Regions from separate parts of the Mus musculus genome. Here region 2 is linked to region 1. The links are chromatin contacts, called in public Hi-C maps. All regions are on one chromosome and are shown on one strand. Each heading gives the region's core, a stretch centred on a gene start, on an enhancer-like site or on the middle of the called end of the contact. The rest is flanking DNA. Distances are from core to core; before and after follow the strand shown. Region 1 overlaps St6gal1 (beta galactoside alpha 2,6 sialyltransferase 1). Region 2 overlaps Masp1 (mannan-binding lectin serine peptidase 1).

What was found. Hi-C and Micro-C count contacts between places; a contact is called where the count stands out from the background.
Region 2: a Hi-C map of Sertoli cells shows a contact between it and region 1, with 4 times the contacts expected there. The contact joins two enhancer-like sites. A contact is called at or near these places in 1 of 484 Hi-C or Micro-C datasets (Sertoli cells) and 1 of 115 datasets of contacts at active chromatin or transcription factors (pancreatic cancer cells).

What each region holds. Positions count from the first base shown.
Region 1 is chr16:23,268,738-23,274,474 of GRCm38.p6, forward strand. The region is part of intron 2 of St6gal1 (beta galactoside alpha 2,6 sialyltransferase 1); the gene reads left to right. Among named protein-coding and RNA genes, the nearest start is that of BC106179, 46 kb to the left of the region's middle. Within about 2 kb of position 3,569, at least 179 of the 459 cell types and tissues checked have an H3K27ac peak or open chromatin away from gene starts, as enhancers often do. A contact at or near this core is called in Sertoli cells, where this site is marked.
Region 2 is chr16:23,496,201-23,502,164 of GRCm38.p6, forward strand. Masp1 (mannan-binding lectin serine peptidase 1) reads right to left here. Exons shown (of 11, transcript NM_001359083.1): 3 at 1-57. Among named protein-coding and RNA genes, the nearest start is that of Masp1, 22 kb to the right of the region's middle. Within about 2 kb of position 1,546, at least 93 of the 459 cell types and tissues checked have an H3K27ac peak or open chromatin away from gene starts, as enhancers often do. A contact at or near this core is called in Sertoli cells, where this site is marked.

The sequences.
Region 1 (5,737 bases), core at 2,319-4,818:
CTTGAAGGTAGGTATGGTTCTGGGTTCTTCTTCCCTTCTTGGGATGTCTGGGTGCTCTGGGCACACCAGTTTGTAGAAGACAGGGCCAAGCATCTGTATACCAGGTTGAGGAGGGTGAAGTGGAGTCCAGTCCAGATGAGCAGGATCCTGGTCTGGTTGGGAGTGTGTGTGTGTGTGTGTGTGTGTGGTTATGACCCTTTTAGACAAAGGCTTCCTCCAACAATCTTTAATGAAGCAGCTCTCTGAGACAATCGTAGCTTGCTTGTATTTCATTATTGGGGGTGGGTTTAAATACATACACCTTATTTGGGGTGAACCAAGGGTTGTATAGTTTTTGGAGAAGGGCGTGGAAATATCCAGGGAAGGGATGTCGTTGGCTGAATGAAGGCTAAGGCTGCTGAGATGCCGCATCCGCATGGAGAGGTGTTTCAGGTGCTGGGTACGTGACTGACTGCTCATGATCAGTTGGAGGCCCCCTGGTTACATGCTCTGAGGCAGACACGGAAACGGGGAGGGAGTTAGCTCTACTCCTGCCGGTCTCAGGATGAGATTCTGATCTCACTTCTTGAGATTTCCGAGATTTAGACATGCTCAACCTCGCCTGGTCTATGCCAGTCCCTCTGCCGGCAAGGTCCACTTACAGGTAGGCACTGGGACCACACTTGTGCCAGGGGAATGGGACAGACCGAGTGGATGGGAGCCAGCCCCTGCTAGGTGGACACAGCCGCTCTCAGGCTTGCTTCTGTTCTAGCTTTCTGTTGCTACTTCTGAGCTCTGCCTGTCCACACACACACCAGCGGCCTCCCCACACCACATCTCTTTCCTGCAGCAAACTTCCTTGTTCAGTCACTTCTCAACTTCTTTCTTATCGCCCCTCTGGTGTGTGTGTGTGTGCACTGCCTGTCCCATTGAGCAGTACTACAGCACATAGAGGTTTCCATGAAAGTGCTCAGCTAACCCACACAAGAGAGGTGAGTGAGGTTGGACCTGGGAGGCTGGGCCCTCAGGGTTTTGATCAGGTCCAGACAAGCTTCTGCTATCTCTAGGTGCCAATCTGAGCCTACACAGCTGAGTGAGTTTCTCCTTAAACCTGAGCCCTAGCTGTTTCCCTAGCTCTGGTCCTGGAGACAGTCTTGGTCCATCAAGCCCTGATACTCCAGAGCCCAGCTGGTTTAGAAGAAACTCCACAAGCTGCATGGGCTCACTCTTCTCCCTGCCCAGAGTCCTCCGGGGCTCCAGCGTCCAGACCACAGATCAGACCCAAATAATGCAAGATGCCCAGGGGGCGTAGCCAGTGGTTTTGTACCCTGTTCACCTCCCCACAACCTTGCCCCTCTCCCCGGAACTGAAGATAGACTTGATGACAGGCTGGCTCAGCTCTGTATGGAAGGACTAGAAGCCCGTTCATGGGTGCCTGCTCCCATGCATTGCCTGGGGGTGAGGGATGGTGTTCTTCGCACATCACATTCTTGAATGAATCTTTACACTGTGTGGCATCATTCCACATCTTCCTGCTGAGGGAACTGAGGCTGTTGAGGGAGCAAAGTGTGTGCTGACTGTGCCGTGGGTACTGAGCCTGGGGGGTCTCTTCCTATATAGCCCACACTACTTAAGTTATTGGTCCTTCATGAGTAAGTGCATTGCTCTCTTAGGCCCAGAGAGTGCAAGAACAAAGGGCATGCAAGTCCTCTGAGCCTCTCACCCCCTGGTGGCCCCCCCCCCTTCTGTCTCAGGCAATTGTACCTCTGTAGTTTGCTATTGCCAAGTGGTAATCCCTGGCTCAGTTCACCACTGGGCCGATAAGTCACAGGGGCTGTATTCCCCTGTTTCTTGCCCCCACAGCATTCCTTTGAAGTCCCTGGTGTCACGGAATGCCTGTGCTTGCGCCCCTCCCTCTCACCCCTAGCTATTTCCTCTAGCCTCCCCCAGAGAGCTCCAAGTCCCTCCAGATAAAGGTGAGTTACTCTGGCCACCCCCACCCTCAGCCCCAGGGAGAATTTTGACACAGTGTTTCCACTTGTCATTTCAGACTGTTTGCCAGAGTTTGCGGAAAAAGGCCTGTATTATTAATGCCTTCTCTGGGAACAGCTGCGCCTGCCAGGCTGTCATGTGAGACCTCTGAAAAGGACTCAGTGTGAGGCCTAGAGATCTTCTGGATCCACTGGGTCAGAGGAAACTTGATCCTGTGGAGGCTGAGAACGTGGGGGTGGGGTGGGATGAGGGGGGAGGGGGGTAAGGGGGGAGGGCGTAGGGGAAGAGGGGAGGCAGAAAGTATTTGGAAGCATTCTTCTGTCTCCCGTGGAGACAGAGCAGCCCTGTGCCTCTGGGTCCAGACTACACCTGCTCCCTAGTGGGGCTCTTTGAAGCCTCACCAAGATAGAAACAGAGACATTGATAATTGGTTTAGCAACAGAGAGGCATGGCTGCTTACAGCACCCATTTTGAATGAAATTAGCTTTAGTGCTCAGAAACTGGCTCTAGGGTAGGGATGGTTTGTGTGTGTGTGTGTCTGTGTGTCTCTCTGTGTGTGTCTCTGTGTATGTATGTGTCTCTGTGTGTCTGAGTGTGTGTGTGTTTGTGTGTGTGTGTGGTGGTGGTGGTAAAGGTCAGTGGTGGGATGCAAACCTGGGTTTGAATTGTTCAGGTTCCTTTTGGGACTTTGGTGCTTCTAGACACAACATAGTGTTTCTCAGGTTGATCCTGTAGTTGTTCCTGTTGCTGAGTTTTAGGCTGAGCTCCTGAGCCCTAACAGCCTGGGAAGGGAATCAGAGATGTAGCAACACAAATTGGTGTTTGGGAGCTAATATGGATGAGGCTTAAATAGGTGTCAAGGAGCATACGGAACTAAGCAGTCCTAGACAGGGAGTTCTTTATCTCCATCTCCTGTTCTCTCAGTTTGTCTCCCCATGTTTACCCTTCCTACAGGAGACAGCTTTCTCCTCTGCTTGTCCTCAGAAACTCAGCCTTTTCTTCTAGTTTAAGATCCTTGAGGGGAGTTCTGGATTCTTGGGGTCCATTGTTTCTGTAGTCTGACAGTCAATGTGATGGCCCCAAGTGTCCCTTTAGAATGTCCCCATTCTTCTCGGGGAGGTTACATTCTCCATTGTGTCTCATCTCTGTCCCCGACTAAGCCTGACATCCCTATGTAGGAATGAGTTCCACATCAGCTGGTCAGGGTGACACTGGCTGGGAGAGGGCGAGGGAGGGCCACAGCTTGCCTGCTATCTGCCACAATGGCACTTCACATTCCACCAAAGCTCCTCACAGTTTAGACCAGTGCCCTCAACCACCCTGACGCTGCCACCCTTTAACACAGTTCCTCATATGGTGGTGACCCCCGCCCCCCCAGCCATAAAAGTATTTTCGTTGCAACCTCATAACTGTAATTTTGCTATTGTTACGAATTGTAATGTAAACGTATTTTTGAGGAAGAGGTTTTAACAAAGAGGTCGAAAGCATGATGTCCCCTGCTTGGAGTGGAGCCAGTGATTCCTGGAGCAGAGGCCTCCTAGTAGTGGATCCGAGCTTCATGTTCTCCCAGTTTCCCCAGCCCTGACCACAACAGGTTCATACATGACTCAGTCTCTGCCTCGCTGTCTGTGGCTGGGCTTCCCCTTGCGCTGTTTAGTAAACTGTTCCTCCTTTAAAATGGGACAAAGTTTCCCTTTTTTAATTTCCTCTAGCAAAGGCGGCAGCACATCAGGTCTTACCCAAGAAGAAGGCTTTTTTCTTCACCCCACGCCTAAGCAGCAGAAGGTAGATCCTATGCCTTCCTGAAACCCCTGGACTTGGGACACATCTGTGTGATAGAAAGAATGATTTCTAAGTTGCATACTAATGTGTGAGTCACAACGGGACTACTTCTATCAAAATCCTAGGCTGAGTGCTTGAGAAAGAAGAGAAACAATAAGCTGTTTGATCTGAAGGCCAGGCACAGTACCAAAGCCTCCTCCCCACACCCTAACCCATGGTCCGCAGTGCTCAGCTGACTCGGGTCACTGCGGGGGAGTGCAGAGACGGGAACACAAGTTCCAAGGTCTTCCAGGAGAAGAGCCCCAGGAGGCAGGGCTGAGTACAGGTTTGAAGGAAGAGTGGGAGACTGGAATCTTTCCCCAAGGGAGTTGGGGGAAAGCCATGAAGGACAGGATAAAGCAGTGGCTAGAGGCAGCCCTAAGCAAACTTCCTTTCCTCCCTGTGGTGCTCAGGGGTACCTAGCTGGCTGGTGCCATTTCCTAAGAGCAGCAACAGGAACTGTGTCCAGGGCTCAACCTGGAGCCAAGACTGCTCATGTAGGCATTCTGCCCTGTTGGCCTATCCACATCCCCTGCTGCTGAGGCTTATGGGAAGTCCTCGAGTCAGCGCTTTATAGTCTGCAGTTGTCCAGGTCTGAGTTTAAGTCCTGGTCTCAGACACTCTCATGGCTAATTGGGCAGCACGGAGAAGAGCAAGCTAAGGTCCTGAGGCCCAGGGCTGCGGCTGACTCTGACCAGAGATTTTAGGAGCTGGGTATTGTGCAAGGTGCCCTTTAAAGCCCCTGTAAGCAAGTGCTGGTGACTCTGTGGAGTCCTACATGCACATTTAAACTTCAGCAAAGTTAAGCTACTCCAAGGAAGGTGACTAAATGATCAGGCTCGGTGTGGACCAGATATGCCGCTCTGTAACTACAGCGCCATTGCTTGCTAGTTGTCTAGTCCTAAGCCTCCTTGAATTTCTTGTTAAAAAGAAACCCAGCTGGGAAGAAGGGCGCCCTGGCAATAATAGTATCCCAGCTTTTAGGAATACTGCTCAGTAGCTTCTTTCCTGTAAAGGTATGGCTCATGGAAGGGCCCCATGTAAGCCAGTCTGTTATGATTGAAAATAAACTTTATGGTGAAAGTCTCTTAAAAAGTCATCCGTCCTAGGACTTGATCTAAAGGGGATGTAGAGTCTGGATTGTCAAGTTGTCATTCTGAATGTCTAAATCTCCTACCTATTTGTGAGTAGAATGAACTGTCTTCCGTAAACCCTATCACTTAGGATCAGGCTACCACGATCTGGGGGTGATGATCAGGAAGCTAGTTCTGCAGCCTGTATTCTGTGCACACAGGCCAAAGCAGGCCTTTCCCCCACCACGAGGTACGCCCCGGTATAGCTGGGTGGAGCAGTGTGCTAAATGAGGGCTAATAACATCTCATTCGAGCAGCCTGGTGGCACTGGATCCATTCAGGCAAACACATCTGACAGGTCGAGATAGAAGACCCTCTGTGAAGGATAGCAGGAGGTTTATGTTGGTGACATCTTTGTTTGCAGGCCAGTGTTTGCATTAAACAGGATTTTGGTTTGCTTGCACAAGAGCTCCAGTTCCATAAGTAATAGCAGGCTTCTGGCCTCGTCGTCGCTTTGACAGTCAGAGGCTGCAGTGAATAGGTCACTTCCAGGTGTCAGCCGTTGCTTCAGGTCCCCTGAGGTCTGTCCTGATGTGTGTAGGTTCTGAGCCTCTGTTTGAAGCCATGGCATGGGTCTTCAAGCACTTTGCTCTCATCAGTGACTCTGACGGACAGGGCCTTTTTGACTCATCTTTGTTCAAAGTTTTCAAGGCTCATCTTCTGTGTTATTCATTACAGAAGATACTTAGGGGACTTCCCCACCAGGATCCGGAGAGAGCTACCATTTCCTACCCTAGACCATGTTTCCAATTGCAGACTTGAGAAAACTCAGCAAAAGCTTTCCATAGAATAAGAACACTGCATTATAGCTA
Region 2 (5,964 bases), core at 296-2,795, 230 kb after region 1:
AGTATCGGTGGTCTCCCTGCCACAAAAGGTTGCCAGCACCTGGTCTTCTGTTTCTACCTTTGGGGACAAAGTGAAAAGGAATAAAATGAGTGCCTTCCCCTGTCAGCCTCTCTCGGGTTCTTCAAGAAGACTGAGAACAGGTCTGCCCACAAGCAGATGAGGCAGCATTGGAAACTCAAAGAGAGGGAGCTAGGAACAGATCTGCTGACGACATGGGACTGGTGTAAGCGAATGTGGCCATGTGATCAGTTCTGTTTGTTTGGTTCGATTTCCTCAGCAGGCACTTGGTGTGTGTCTCCTCTTTGCCATCTGGATGAGTTATTCTTTGAAAACAATTCCATGGAAAACTTGAAAAGAGCTAGATAGCCTCACAAATAGATTCTATATGCAGCTAACCATGCTTCCTGGGAAAAGAGACACTCCACACAATAAGCCATTCACAGAGCATCCAGTGTGTGCCTGCCACTGTACCAAGCTCGAGGAGACAGGGTGATGAAAGACAGGCAAAGTTCTGTGGGACAGTGGTGTTCAGACCAACAGACACAAGTGGGGCTGGAACAGTGTGATGAGCGAATTCACAGAAGCAGTCAGGACTTGAAGGGTTCCCAGCGTAACACAAAGCTACAGGGCATTAAGAGAGTTTTGTTTTCAATCGGCATTTCCCCAGCCCACAGACTAGAACCTGGCACATAGTTATTTATCCAATAAATATTTGCTAAGAAGAACTTAAACTTCAAGACACATTACGGGGACTCTGAGGAGCCAGAGAGTCGGTGAGAATTGCAGGAGGAAACTGTGTTTGGAAGGACATTGCAGCCTGCTCTGGTTGACCTTTGGTAATGTTAATGGTGTGAGTGGAAGACATTAAAATTTTTTGAGCAAGAAGTCATGTACTCATAACTACATTTAATAGGTAGTCCTGAAACATTTAGAAACTGCTTTTTGGAGGCCTCCAGAGGTTACATGCATGTACACATGCCGAAATCAGACTCAGCATTTCCCTACTTGATAAAAGAACTCTGTACTTTGGAAGGGCCTGGGACCCTTGTGAAAATTTGGATAACAAAGTAGAGAGAACCTATTGCTTGCCTAAAGCTGACTTTACATGTCTGGCCCTGGGAAAGAGCTGGTTGGTGCTATTGACTACGCACATTTAACCTACTTCCTTACTCCTACCCAAGCAGCTTACAGCCCACTTGATTCTTTTAAGCTTATATTTCTGTTTGTTAACATCTGCACTGGTGTTTTAACCAACCTACAGGAGAAGGTCCAATGGAGAATGGTTTCTGTCACCAAAAGGAATTTCTCAAAGGCTGTCTGTCTCGAGTGGCTTCTAATGAGTCCATTGTTGTGTCCCTAAGCCTAGTATGGCAGGATATCTTGACATCTGACACTTCTGTTTTGAAACTAATGGTTTATTTATTTAAAATAAGAAGGAAAGCAATTTGCCCCTGGCAACAAAACACAAGGACAATTAATCACTAATGTCGGGAACTGAAGTGTAAACAGAAGATGAGCTCATGGCCTTGCTATTTGTTCTCTCTGTGCAGATAGTAGCGATCTCCCACAGACTCTAGCTGCAGAATGTGCCTTTCTCTACACAGCTGAACTGCCACTCTTTGCCTTCCAGCAGCTATGCTAACATGGTTAATGGGGGTTTCCAGATAACTGAAGGTTTTCTAACAGTAATCCTTAAAATCCTTTTCTATTAGGGTAGAGCACTTCCTTTTTTTTTTTTTAAGTGTTTTATGTAAATCACAATTTTCTTAAGTAAAACACACTAAGCTTCCCTGGGTGAATTCAAACATCACAAATGTCAAGTGTCATTATACTACATTAGAGTGGGACCCTGGGGATACTGAGCCCTTCTACTGTTTGCCCTGCCTGGAACACTGCTCAGCTGTATGCCTCTGCAGTTTTTACAACTTTTTAATGAAGTGGTTTATGTTGGTGTACAGTAGTAGCCCTACTTTCTGTCTGCCTATTTTTAATATGCTATAAATTAGAACCTATTTACACTGCTCTTGTTGGAATTTAATAGAAACGAGATTTAATAGATTTAGAAGAAGGACTAAGGGACGAGGTTCTTCAGTGGGTAACTGCAAAACCCCAGCGTTCTAACTTGATGTTAGTTGTCTCTAGTACCATCAGAGTATAGCCCTATAGGCCTGTAGATATCTCAACACACAGGTCTAGGATGACTAGTGAAGATAAGATTATTTGTGAACCATATTGACACAGTTGAGAATTGAATACTACTGAACTGTCAGAACTTAAGCAATAAGGACCATAGCGCAGAAACCTCTCTGTAGCCTGGCAGTCCCGCAGCCTCTTGGATTTTGCAGTGTGCAGGGCACGGGCTCTTTCAAGCAAAATCGGCCACAGATAATCTGGAATAGAGATCTACTTGGGACCTAGAATGGATTTTCTCACTCCTTGCAACGTCTGGGATGAAGGCTATTTTCATGATGGTAAGCAATCGCCACCTAAGGTTTACCCCAGTCTAGAGAACAGGGATGCATGCTCTAGCGGAAAGCCAAGAAAACTGAGTCATAGAGATATTTGTAGAAGCAGACAAGAGACAGTCTGAGGTCCTAACAATTCAGCCTGCAGCCCAGAATAGAAGTGGAGTTTACTGCGGATGAGGAGGACCTGCAAGAGATTTAGTTTCTCTTCTTCCAGAGGAAGCTGAGACCCAGAGGGGAAGTGACTTCAGAAGAGCTGAGAGATAACTTGAGCACTTCTGATAGCATGTTTTGCTTTTGAGAAGGTTCTGGGACTCAGGGAAGAGGCACCAACACAGAGAGTGCGATGCGACACAGAGCGTGACAAAGGACACAGACACTCCGCCAAACAACTTTCCTGGCTCGAGAGCCACTTGAAACCTTATCTTGAGTTCATGGGTTTTTCTCCCAGAGAGAATGTGGCTGAGTGACAGCTCAAGCCATAAGCTAAATAAAAGGCTCGGTGACCCTGGCAAACATTTATATCCCACTGTTATAAAATGCTGCAAGATCATTTGGCTCTGAGTATAGCAAGATTGAGCCATGGCTTCTGTTTTGACTGTCCTTGTATCTAGACCCCAATGTGGTGGAGGCAGCTTATCATGTGAAACATGGAATTTATAACTAGAGGCCCCTGCGACTGAGGATCACAGACTCTGCACTTCCTATTTCCTATTGATGGCAACTATATTACTGTAAGCTACTGTTATTTAGGGCATCAGTATGTGGCTGCATGTCATCAGTTTGGTTTCTTTTAACTCAGTTGTCCTGATTTCTGTCCGGACTATAATATGAAAACTGTTCAAAAATTACTTACTTTGTGACATGAGCTAACAAGCATGCACCTTGCCTCTGGGGATGTGAAATTTAGTAGGAAAATAATAAAAATGCTCAAATGTGTGCCCTGTGATAGTGCTAGGGTATAAGAACTGCAATGAAAATGGGCAGCCTTGGGCTTTAGGGAAGGAAACCAGATGTATCCAGCTGAGAAGGTCCAGGAGATCTTTAGGAGCTGGAAGACACAGTTCAGTTGTAGAGCACTTGTTTGGCATCACTCACAACCAACACCAAAACCCTTCTGAAACCTACTCTGGGCCCGTGAAGAACATTTCATGCTTATTTTAGGCAGACATCAGCATCCGTGCTGGAATACCTTATTAACAATATAGCTGATCTGGGGCCCTAGGATTTCCTTCTTGTATCATTCTAGGGTTGTTCCAAAGAAGAGCTGGTGGAAACCTGGAAGGTGGTAGCCATTACTCTGGGATTAAGCCTATTTTCATGATGGTAAAGGTTGTCTTGGGCAGATGGAGAAGACATAGAAGTTCTCACTTGTTTTCTTATTCCTCTACTCTATACCTGGCTCCCCTTCCCACTTACAGGCTCTGAGAACCAGCAGGAATGTGTAAATGCCATCTGATAGGTGAATGTGGATCCTTAAAGATCCACTGTCGTCTTTGAGCCAAGAGTTCTGGAGACCTTTTTAGTTAGATCCCTATATAGATGTCAACCTTTCCACTGGTGCTGGGGCTTTAGGAGAATGGCTTGGTCGTTTTCTCTGTTGCCCTCAAACTTTCCATTCCCAGCATTAACTCCCCTAAACTCTCCCTACAAATGGTGTGACCTCTAACATTCATGATCTTACATGCTCACAGTGACTCCAATTCAACTCTCCCAATTGAATGGTGGAATGTCAGAGGACAATGTCCTTTGACCTTGGTTTGGGGAACTGGCTCATATAATGAACTCTAGAATAATGGTAAGGAAACCACTATTGGACTCTTGCAAAAAAAAAAAAAAAAAAAAAAAAAAAAGGGTGTGAGCTCTGTAGTGGTGAATCAATTGGGAAACCAGCTTTGGTAGCATAAAACATTAACACAGTGGGCTGGTGCTCTGGCTAAGAAAATACCCACAGAGCACTCCATGTGGGCATGCTCTGTTGGCTGTGCACTACGTAGTTATTAAGAAGAAGCAAGTATCCACTAAGCTGTCAGAAATGTGATAACTTAGAGAGGGCGGGACTGGGCCTGGGAATTGTTCCTTCCACTAGAAAGAAAAAGTAGCTGCAAGATAAGGGTGAGGTCAAAGCTGCGTTGTTATGACCTGTGTGTTGAGCTCTGAAGGACTTGAGACAGCCTGGAACTTATCACACAAACCAGAAGTCAGATATGACTCTTACAGACTCTGAAGTGCTCTTCTAAGCACAAAAGACAACTCGAAAAACGACTCTGCTTGTCATTGTTTGCTGTTGTTTTCTATAAAGAACTATATTCTCACATCTAGAAGGCTCAAAAGAAACCATCAAGGGGGGTGTGCCAGCTTCAACTAGAAATGATGAGACAGATGACGAGAAATGAGATGAAATCTTGGGTTCAAGTGTGTTGAGAGCTCCTGGCTGCTAACTTGAGCTCTGTCTTGGGAGAAGGAAAGGATGTCTCTCAAGGTGAAGTTATGAAGCCAGAAGCAGAACCCAGGTGATCATCCAGAGCCACAGAGAGCATAGGGCGGGCTCTCTCCAGGGAACGTCCCTAAGTTCTTGAGCAGACAACACAGAGCTGATTGCTGTGCTATTTCTATTTTTCCCACTTCAGTGAGGGTTTTGCCGTGTTCATTTTAGTCTTACACCACAAGGAGAACCAGACACTGGGCATTGTGAGCCAAGTAACTTTCCCCATAGGTTCAGAGATCTATGGCAAAGAGTAGCTGCACAGAAGCCCCTACTGTGAGCGAGCATCTGTACATAGACACAGTTTAGATCACAGGACCCTGAACTTTGAGCCTGATCTCACAATGCACTTAGGCAACAGGGTTTGAAATGTGTTCAGTGCTTGGAAAAGGCATGAGTGATTTTGTTCTGAGACTGTGATATATTGTACCTGCAACTGGCTCTTCTATTCCTGTATGCAGAGCCTTCTGTCTCCTGACTTTGCTGCTCCTGGACTGAGCTGGTGACTTGTGCTGACAAAAGGACATTGCATGTTTGAAGGGATATGCCTTATCTAAACTCAGACTGCACAGTTTTGTAGCTATTGATTGCTTGTCACAGCTTTAGTAAAGCTCCCGAGGTTTCTGTTAAGCCCATGTGTGCAAAATCTACGTTTAGCAAGGAGCCCTGCTAAGGCAGTTTGGAAAGGACTCCTTGGTCCATGCTCCTAGGTACCTGATGTGTTTTCTTAGCCTCCACTGCTCTCCGGTGATGTTTCAGCACCCAGACCTGTCTTCAACAAACAGTTTATTAACTCAGATTAGCCACAATACCTACTAACCCTGATGTTTACAGCTAATTGTTTTTTTTCACCCTGTGAATTCCTATCTGCCTGGGCTATATTTGGAGCAGGGTGCAGACTCTAATACTAGAACTAGAAACAAGAGTGAAATTCCTGTGAACTTAGTAAACATTAGGGAGCCTATTTGGTGTCACACTAATAGAGAATTTGCAAAGACCTGGAAATATTCTTAG